Linked DNA regions of Mus musculus: region 1 is linked to region 2. The links are chromatin contacts, called in public HiChIP or PLAC-seq maps. All regions are on one chromosome and are shown on one strand. Each heading gives the region's core, a stretch centred on a gene start, on an enhancer-like site or on the middle of the called end of the contact. The rest is flanking DNA. Distances are from core to core; before and after follow the strand shown.

Region 1 (4,266 bases), core at 1,571-4,070, 340 kb before region 2:
TCAAGTCAAAGGCCCCGTCCTGCATAATGTGCCCAGTGTCCTGTTTCCTCTGACCTGGGGCAGCTCCTTTCTAAGGTGGCTATCTCTAATGGCTTTGATCTCTTTTCAGCCAACAGGCCAGCTATGTTTTAGAATGCTCCTTGGATTAGGTATATCTGGTATTTTCTGGCCATGGCTTTTTGGTTCTGCACTTGGTGCAGAAATGACCTCAAAGCAGCATAAGAGGGACACGTTGTCTGGGTTCTTCCCAGGTAATGAATTCCCCTCAACCTCAGGGACAGGATTTCTGTGCTTCAAAGTTACAGTTTCTTGCTACTTGACAAGCAATTAGTGGGGTCTCTTTGCAGGCACATACATGTTCCTGCTCCTACCCAGCTTGTCCTGCCATTTGGTGGGCACTAGTCTGCCCCTAGGCACCTTGCTGCTCAGTGGTCTCTCTGAGCCATCTCTGTCTAACCTCCCCTGGCCTCCCACTCCTGTGGCTCCCACTCGGCTATATAGAAACCCTCCCTCCTCCCCCACCATGTCCCAGGTGTGTTTTTTCCATGGGCAGGCATTACTTTGTTTTAAGAAACACCTATTACAGTTATTCTGAGGCTCCAGTTGCTCTCATTTGGCCAGTGGAACCTCTTCAAGCTGATTCTTGTTACCCTTTGATGTCCCGTTACAAGTCAACATTTCCTGTGTCTGCAGGCACAGGAAGAAATAGGCACCCCAAGACAGCCCGGCTCATCTTGGGCTCCCCCACCGCCCACGCCACTGCTTTCCTAGAAAGGGCAGTTTATTCAAGGAACCAAATTTCTTCTGGTGGGAAATATCTGGAGGAGTTCTGTGGGAGATGGGTTGGGGATGGAGCCCAGGGCCTTACCCGTGCTAGGCATGTGTGCTTCTGTCTAGGTCCAGCCCACCAGTAGTTTTTAGAAACTGGTGTGGTGTTTCATGCCTATAATTGCAGAGGCAGAGGCAGGAGGATTGCTGCAAATTCAAGACCAGCCATGTCTGTGGTGCAAGTTCCATGCCAGCCAGGGCTATATTTCTTAAAATAATGAGGTAAAAATAAAATGGAAACAAGATCTGAACCTAAGGAGTACTTATTGCTACCAGGTTTCCTCGTGAATCCGGTTAAGTGTATATCAATATATACATGTGAATATTTCAGATTTATAAGCACACACATGTCAATATTGATTTTTCCGTAGATAGTGATGAATTGGTAGATCGACAAGACAATTTCAGAGCAACTCTAGAGTTGGTTCTAATCATCTGTCTTTCTACACTTTTTTTTTTTTATATAATGGGCTCCTGGGAGTGACTCTCATTTCTTTATTTTTTTTATTTAATTCTTATATAAATTATATACATATATATATTTGAGTACACTGTAGCTGTCTTCAGACACACCAGAAGATGTCATCAGATCCCATTACAGATGGTTGTGAACCACCATGTGGTTGACTGGGAATTGAACTCAGGACCTCTGGAAGAGCAGTCAGTGCTCTTAACCGCTGAGCCATCTCTCCAGCCCTCTTTCTACACTTCTAAACCCCTTTCCTGACACCAAAGGCACTTGGCTGTCTTCTGAGTTATTTATTCATTTGTCCAATGATACAATGTTTCAGAATTTTTAACCCATCCACTGTGAGAAGGCAAGACTTTCAAGCAGAGTAGATAAAAGTTACTTTTGCCTTTGGCTCGAATATCTATGGTAAATATCTATGGTAAAATATTGAAGTTATGTGAGTTGAGGGCTGGAGTGTGGCTCAGCAACAAAGACTTGCCTCTTGGGCCTGGGACTCTGGACTGGAACTCCAGCATGGGACCGGATAGGGATGTAGGCACAATGTTATTGTGCCCTGTGTCCTCTCTCTCCCTCCCCCTCCCCTGGCTTATTCTCTCCCCCATTCAATCATTGGCTGATCAGTTCTATATTGACCAGTCAGGGAATAATTGGGAATTCAAACAGGAGAAGAGGGTCCAGGAGACAGCATAAGAAAACAGAAACATTTGACTAGCTCTCATGTAATATGCTAGGTTTATTTGCTGGGCTTGCCTTCTGTTTAAGGCTCTACCCATCTGACTATAGTTGATGTTGATGTTTTTGTGACAGAGTCTCACTGTGTAGCCCTACCTGGTCTGGAATTCAGAGTTACTTGCCTCTCCAGGGCTGGAATTAGAGGCATGCGCCACTATGCTTAGCTTAGTGAACTTCCGGTCTCAGCTTCTTGAGGGCAATCTCAGGTGTGTTCTGCCACGGCTAGCAAGATTGGGTTTTTGTTGTTGCTGTTTTTGTTGTTGTTGATTTGTTTTAATTTTTGAGAATATAAAATGTTAACAGTACTCCTGAAGCACAAAACTGTATGCTCAGGAAAGTGTCACAAGTCCTCCTTCGCCTGTCATCTGCCCCTATAAGGAGCTAAATACATTAGGTTTGGGGATATTTTTGTTTTCTTTCTTTAGTACCCAGCGTCTTGCACACACTAGGTGGATGCTCTATCACGGAGCCTAGCCTCAAGCTTTTAAGTTTGTCATATTTGATTTGTATTTGGGGCAGGATCCTGCTCCATTGGCCAGGCTGCCATTCCTGTTGTAGTCCAGGTGAGCACCACCATCTCCGTCTCCATCTGCCTCAGCCTCCTAAGGAGCAGGGCTCACAGGCCTGTGCCACCTGGTCTGCCTAGGCTCCTTGACTCCCATGTTTTCCATCTTGTGTTTTCCTCTTTTCAAAAACAGGCAGGCCCTTGGCTGTGTTCTTACTTCCGGTTTTGTGGATGATAGCTTATTGTCAGCTGCAGTCACAGACAGCCTTCCCTCCCCTCTCCTCCCCTTCCTTCCCCCACAGTGAGCACTTGGCATAGTGCCAATGCTTTACAACTATGAATAGCAATGCAGGTGTGTGTGTGTGTGTGTGTGTGTGTGTGTGTGTGTGTGTGCGCGCGTGCATGTGTGTTTGGATTTTGTATTGAGCAGTAAGTTATTTTGTTTTTAGAAGAGCAGATTTCTGCTTTCTAGTCCTTCAGATGAGATTTCAAACAGAGCAGCATGCTATGGTATTGAGAGGCTCGGGAGGTGTGGGGTGGCTGGTGACACCCAAATCCCTTCTTTGTGATATACTGGCTGGGTGAATTTGCAAAATTTACTTGACTTTTCTAGGGTTAGTTTCTGCATCTATAAAATAGAAGTAACCATCTCCTACTTTGTCTGTTGTGAAGATTAAGTAAGCTAGTCCAAGCCAGGCATGGTGGCACACCCAGCACTGGGTAAGGTAGAGGTGTATCTCTATGAGTTCAAGACTACCCAGGTCTATTTATTGAGGTTCAGGACAGCCAGAATAACCTAGTAAAACCCAGTCTCAAAACAAAACAAGACAAAACACAGTAAGACAACACCATCCATGTTAAAAATGTAATAGTCCAGCCGCCTTTAATCCCAGCACTCGGGAGACAGAGGCAGGTGGATTTCTGAGTTCGAGGCCAGCCTGGTCTACAGAGTGAGTTCTAGGACAGCCAGAGCTACACAGAGAAACCCTGTCTCGAAAAAAAGGGGGAAAAAAAAAGAAAGAAAGAAAGAAAAATGTAATAGTCCGTGTGTGTGCCTCTGTGTGTGTGTGTGTGTGTGTGTGTGTGTGTGTGTGTGTGTGTGTGATCTCATAGCCTCAGGCTATCTTGTAATTTACTCCCTATATAGCAGAGACCCGCCTTGAAGACCTGTGTGTCCTATGTCTTTCTCCTGAGCACAGAGACACCCTCCCTCCTCATCCAGCCCAGGCCTGTGTTTGCAGATTTCCTCTTGCTAACACTTGGAGATCGGTGCTCACTGGTAGACGGGTTCCAGCCTGGGGTCACGGAGGCTGATGATCCTTTTAAGAAAGATTTATTAGGAGAATTATTAATACTATGGATGGACAGACAGACAGCAGCATGGCAGGAGCTCTTTACCTGAGCCTTTTGGGGAAATGAGGAGGGACATGAGGATTCTCCTGGAATCCAGGCATCGGGGAGTCAGTTAGGAGCCTAAAGATTCACAAGCAGGCCCTGGGTAAAGGGTTTGCTGTTTCCTTTCCAAAAGAAAGGAGGCCGCTGCAGGTGGGCGTGGTCTGAGCAGCAGTCTGGCTCAGATTCTAATAGCAGACCCTTGTGATCACCACAGACTTGCACAGGGTGGCCATAGACTGGGTCCTAGTGTGTGCTGTAGCTGGTGTCGAACAAGGTGATACCCTTCCCCTGAGCAGATCAGTGCAAAAGGAGGGAAAGTTTGTTTGGGCTCTTG
Region 2 (4,068 bases), core at 1,553-4,052:
CAGCCTGGCTCTGCTCAGCCTCGCCAGCACCTCTGTTGGGGGCGGGCAGGGCCACCCAGGATTGCTGCCTCATTTTAGTTTGTAACTTTTCTTGCTTTAATGTTCCGGGACAGGGCACTAAATCACCGTGCAGTAATGGAGCCGCACTCCCACCCCTCCCTGCCGCGTTAATAATTCATGCCTTCCAGTAAGATGCTCGGAGCTACTGCCTTATTGGAGGCAGTGTGTTTCCTCCACCCCCCCCCCCCGCCCCTCCTCAAACGGGCAAGGTCTGTCTGAGCAGACACTAGAACGTAGTGTGCTCAGCGCTCTATTTCTTGATATCTCGCATCCGTATGAGGAATCAGACCCATCTCAGTCAGTTCTGAGTCTGCAGTCTACACCAGAACTGGGACTGTAGCTCAGAGCCCAATCCCCACTGACTCCTGTCTGAGCGACACTGGGAAAGTCATTTAACTCCCTCATGCTCCTCGTACGTAAATTGAGGTGACTGACCATAGTGTTTCCCCATCTGAGCACGGGTACCTCAGAGTACATTGCAGCTCAGAAGCACTATGATTCCTGTTCTGACCTGTCACCCCACCCCACCCCCTCAGGCTCCGCAGGCAGCAGCAAAACGCACCCCTTTTTGGGAAGATTCGTAGTACCCGATTTGGCACCGAGGAAGCCGGAGACGGAGCCAGCGACCTGGATGAGGATGAGGACCTGCAAATCCAGGTGGCCTAGGACATCCAGGGTGGAAGAGGACCGACCCCAAAGCACAGATGCCCAGCGGAGCATCCTCTCAAACCCTGACAGCCATCTTTCGCTGTCTGTACGCACTTGGGTTCCACCCCCCTGCTTCAAACCACTTCCTTCTCTCCCAGGAAAGCGGGAGTTTCACCTATCACACCCCTGTGAAGGGGGAGCCTGTTGGATATGTATATTGTATATATGCCCAGGGTTGCTTGGACCCAACTGACAGCCCAGCACCCAGATCTTAAGACCCCACCTGCACAAGACTTCGTGCAGAGATGGAACATGGTGAGGGAGGCTTGGTGGTCTGGAAGGGGCTATTCATAGTAAGATACCATGAACATGAACTCAGACTTTTGTAATAAATGGACTTGAAGCTCTCAAGGCAGAGTTCTGAAAGTGTAGGAGACTGGGGAAGGAGGCAGGGGTGGGGGTGGGGTGGGGGTGAGCATCATCCTGCACCTAACATTGAACCAGAGTCCAAGATGGTTGAGGGAATGACTGAGTACCAGTTCAGCTGAGGGGTCTGGTGTCCAGTCTGTCCGGAAACAAGGAAATGTGGTACCCTTCTTATCTGGATAGGAAGAGACTTCAGTCCGTAGGTTCAAATCTCTGCTCTACCTTTGACTGACTGTGCAACCGCAGGGACATCCCTCACCTTCTCTGAGCCTCAGGTTTCCCATCTGGAAGTTAGTGTTCTGTAGCTCACTGGGTAAAAACACTTGGAATGCAAGCCCGACAACCTGGGTTTGATCCTCAGAGCCCGAGTTAAGGTGGACCGAGAGAATGAACTCCGTGTAAAGGCCTCTGTCCTCCACAGGTGCACACACACTAGTAATAATAATAATCATCGATTTTGTAAATGCAAAACTTTGTTACTCTCCCTGGAGGCCTACCATGGGCAGGAGGATTTGCCAGCAGGGTGGGGAGCTGATTGCAGCAGGATTAGGAACCTGGTGGAAATTCACTCACAGGAGATGTGAAATTCTCTTCTTTGGTTGTTTATTTGAGATAGGGTCTTTTGTAGCGCTGGGCTAGCCTGAACCTGAATGGCAGACTGGCCTTGAACTCAGTCCTCCTCCCTCGGTCTCCAAGTAACAGGATTACAGGCATGCCCCACCACAGCCAGGCTGTACTTACAGTTTGGACATCTAATTTCCCAAACCTAATTAGCAGATTTATATAGAATTTGAAGGAGATGGGCGACTGGAGACACAGCAGCAGACACTTAAATTTATTAAAGTTAGCCAGGCAGTGGTGGCGCATGCCTTTAATCCCAGTACTCTGGAGGCAGAGGCAGGCAGATCTCTTGAGTTCATGGGCCAGCCTGCTCTACAGGGCAGCCAGGGTTATACAGAAAACCCTGTCTTGAATCCACCTCCACTACTCACCCCCAATTTTGTTTTGTTTTTCTAAAGTCAAGGGGAATTCAGGAATCTTGCTCTCCTGATAGGCTCTGGAGATGTGAGGATTGCTCCAACAGGCAGGTGGTAGCTTCCTGTATTGGGGGGCGGGGAGGGGGGTTGTCAAAGAAGCTCAGGCCATGCACAAAGAGAAGTTAAACTGAGTTCAGGAAAGGGTTCACTGTTCGGAATGGAGAGCTGCCATAAAGACTTTATCTCTGTGTCATCTGGTTAGGAAGGTCCCTGGAGGCTACACTGTGTCATCTGGTTAGGAAGGTGCCTTGAGCCCTGGGGACTAAGGTGCTAAGGGGCCCAGCAGGGAGCCAGAGCCCAGCTTCATCCTCAGGCTTAGCTGATGGTGTTGGTGGGGTGTCAGAGGCTCCAGGCCCCTCCTGGGCTCGCAGGTGAAGGAGGAAAGGAAAAAAAGAGGCCGTCCCCACCCCCACCCTGTGCCGGAAATCAGTCCTCAGGAGGCAGCCCAGCAGGAAAGGACCCTCTCCTGCCAGGGAGGTTTCTTCTTCCTCTCTCAAACAGGAAATAGGCCAAGAAAAGACTGAGAGTGCTGCCCTTTGACCCCCCAGGAGCTAGAAGCCAGGCCCTCACTGACAGCTGCCATTCCCAGACACAGAGCAGAGCCTGGCTCCCCCAGACTCCCTGGCACCTCCAGAGAGATAGTGTGGAGCAGGGGCCTCCTCACGGTGTCTATATCTCTCCACCAGGCTGCTCTCGGAGAAGTGTTGGTGCACAGAGGATCTGGTCTGGGAAAGGGAAGCCTCCGGAGCAAGGCTTGGGGAATGGTGGGATGGGGGTGGTGGGGGTGGGGGCTGGGCGCTGCTCACGGCCTTTCATGGGTCACTGCTACTTAAAGTGAAAGTCATCCAGGGGTCATGGCGCACCGAAGCATTAGCCTTGGCTCACATGGTGCCTTAAGGAAAATCTTTAATGTGCTGCTAATATTAGTCATGGGAAGTCTGCCCATCCAAATGTGGGTTTCCCTCTCCTGAGCCGTCAGCACCTTTGACCACACCGTCCCCTGCTCCCATGTGGCTACTACAGCTGCTCTCAGGAGGTAAGAGGCGTTTCTGTGCCTCAGACCCCACCAGCTCCTGCAGCCTTATCTCTTAGGGAGGCCATTTGAGGGCAGGGTACCTATTGAACATTACAAGGGGGGAGCCAGAAGGCAGCCAGTGTGAGGTGCAGCCATGCCAAGAACACTTGTCACTTAGGTTGCTGGAAGGGTGACGGCCAAAAGTTTTACAGGCAGCTTTCCCCAGGCTTCTCTACCAGCCAGTGAGACAGGTATACCACTATCCCTGTCCCATTTATGCTGGAATCCAGGGGCTCAGGGGGAGCAACCGCAACCACACAGCTGAGTAGCCACGGTCTCATCCTGATTTGGGCAGTCTCAGTGCAGAGTCTGCCCAGGCTACCCATCAGGATAAGGAGCCTGCGGTCTTACCTAGTTCTTGCCAGGCTGAATCCCCAACACCACCCAGAATTACTGTCCCCCAACAGCCCTTCACAGCCTCAGTCTCCCTGTTTCTCTCTTAGTGCGAATGGTGGTTTTGTCTGGTACCCTCACCGCACCCCACCAACCACAGTGTCCTGGGATGATGGGAGGAAGGAAGGACATAGGGATAAGAAATGAAGGATAAACTGAGTGTAGGGTTGCAAGCATTTATTCCTAGAGGGAGGCAGACCTATGAGTTCAAAGCAAGCCTGCTTGACACAGCGAATTCCAGGATAGCCAGAGCTACATAGTGAGACCCTATCTTGAAAAATGTAGTGGTGGAGGTGGGGTGGGGTGGGGGAGAATGGGGGACTAAGTAATAGAAAGCTGAAGCCAGAATCTGGCCCACCACGGCTACTTGGTTTTTGTTTTTGTTTTGTTTTGTTTTGTTGGAGGGGGGCGGTATCTGCTGGAGAGAAC

The links. HiChIP or PLAC-seq counts read pairs in DNA pulled down with a chosen protein or histone mark.
Region 1: an H3K27ac HiChIP or PLAC-seq map of large pre-B cells shows a contact between it and region 2, with 5 times the contacts expected there. The contact joins two enhancer-like sites. A contact is called at or near these places in 2 of 39 promoter capture datasets (HPC-7-derived erythroid cells and hematopoietic stem and progenitor cells), 4 of 115 datasets of contacts at active chromatin or transcription factors (embryonic stem cells, large pre-B cells and memory CD8 T cells) and 1 of 9 other capture datasets (adipose tissue).

The regions. Positions count from the first base shown.
Region 1 is chr8:95,243,920-95,248,185 of GRCm38.p6, reverse strand. All of the region lies in intron 31 of Cngb1 (cyclic nucleotide gated channel beta 1), which reads left to right. Among named protein-coding and RNA genes, the nearest start is that of Gm31277, 45 kb to the right of the region's middle. Within about 2 kb of position 2,820, at least 67 of the 459 cell types and tissues checked have an H3K27ac peak or open chromatin away from gene starts, as enhancers often do.
Region 2 is chr8:94,899,920-94,903,987 of GRCm38.p6, reverse strand. It overlaps Ccdc102a (coiled-coil domain containing 102A), which reads left to right. Exons shown (of 9, transcript NM_001033533.3): 9 at 597-1,119. The coding sequence ends at 726. Among named protein-coding and RNA genes, the nearest start is that of Ccdc102a, 16 kb to the left of the region's middle. Within about 2 kb of position 2,802, at least 55 of the 459 cell types and tissues checked have an H3K27ac peak or open chromatin away from gene starts, as enhancers often do.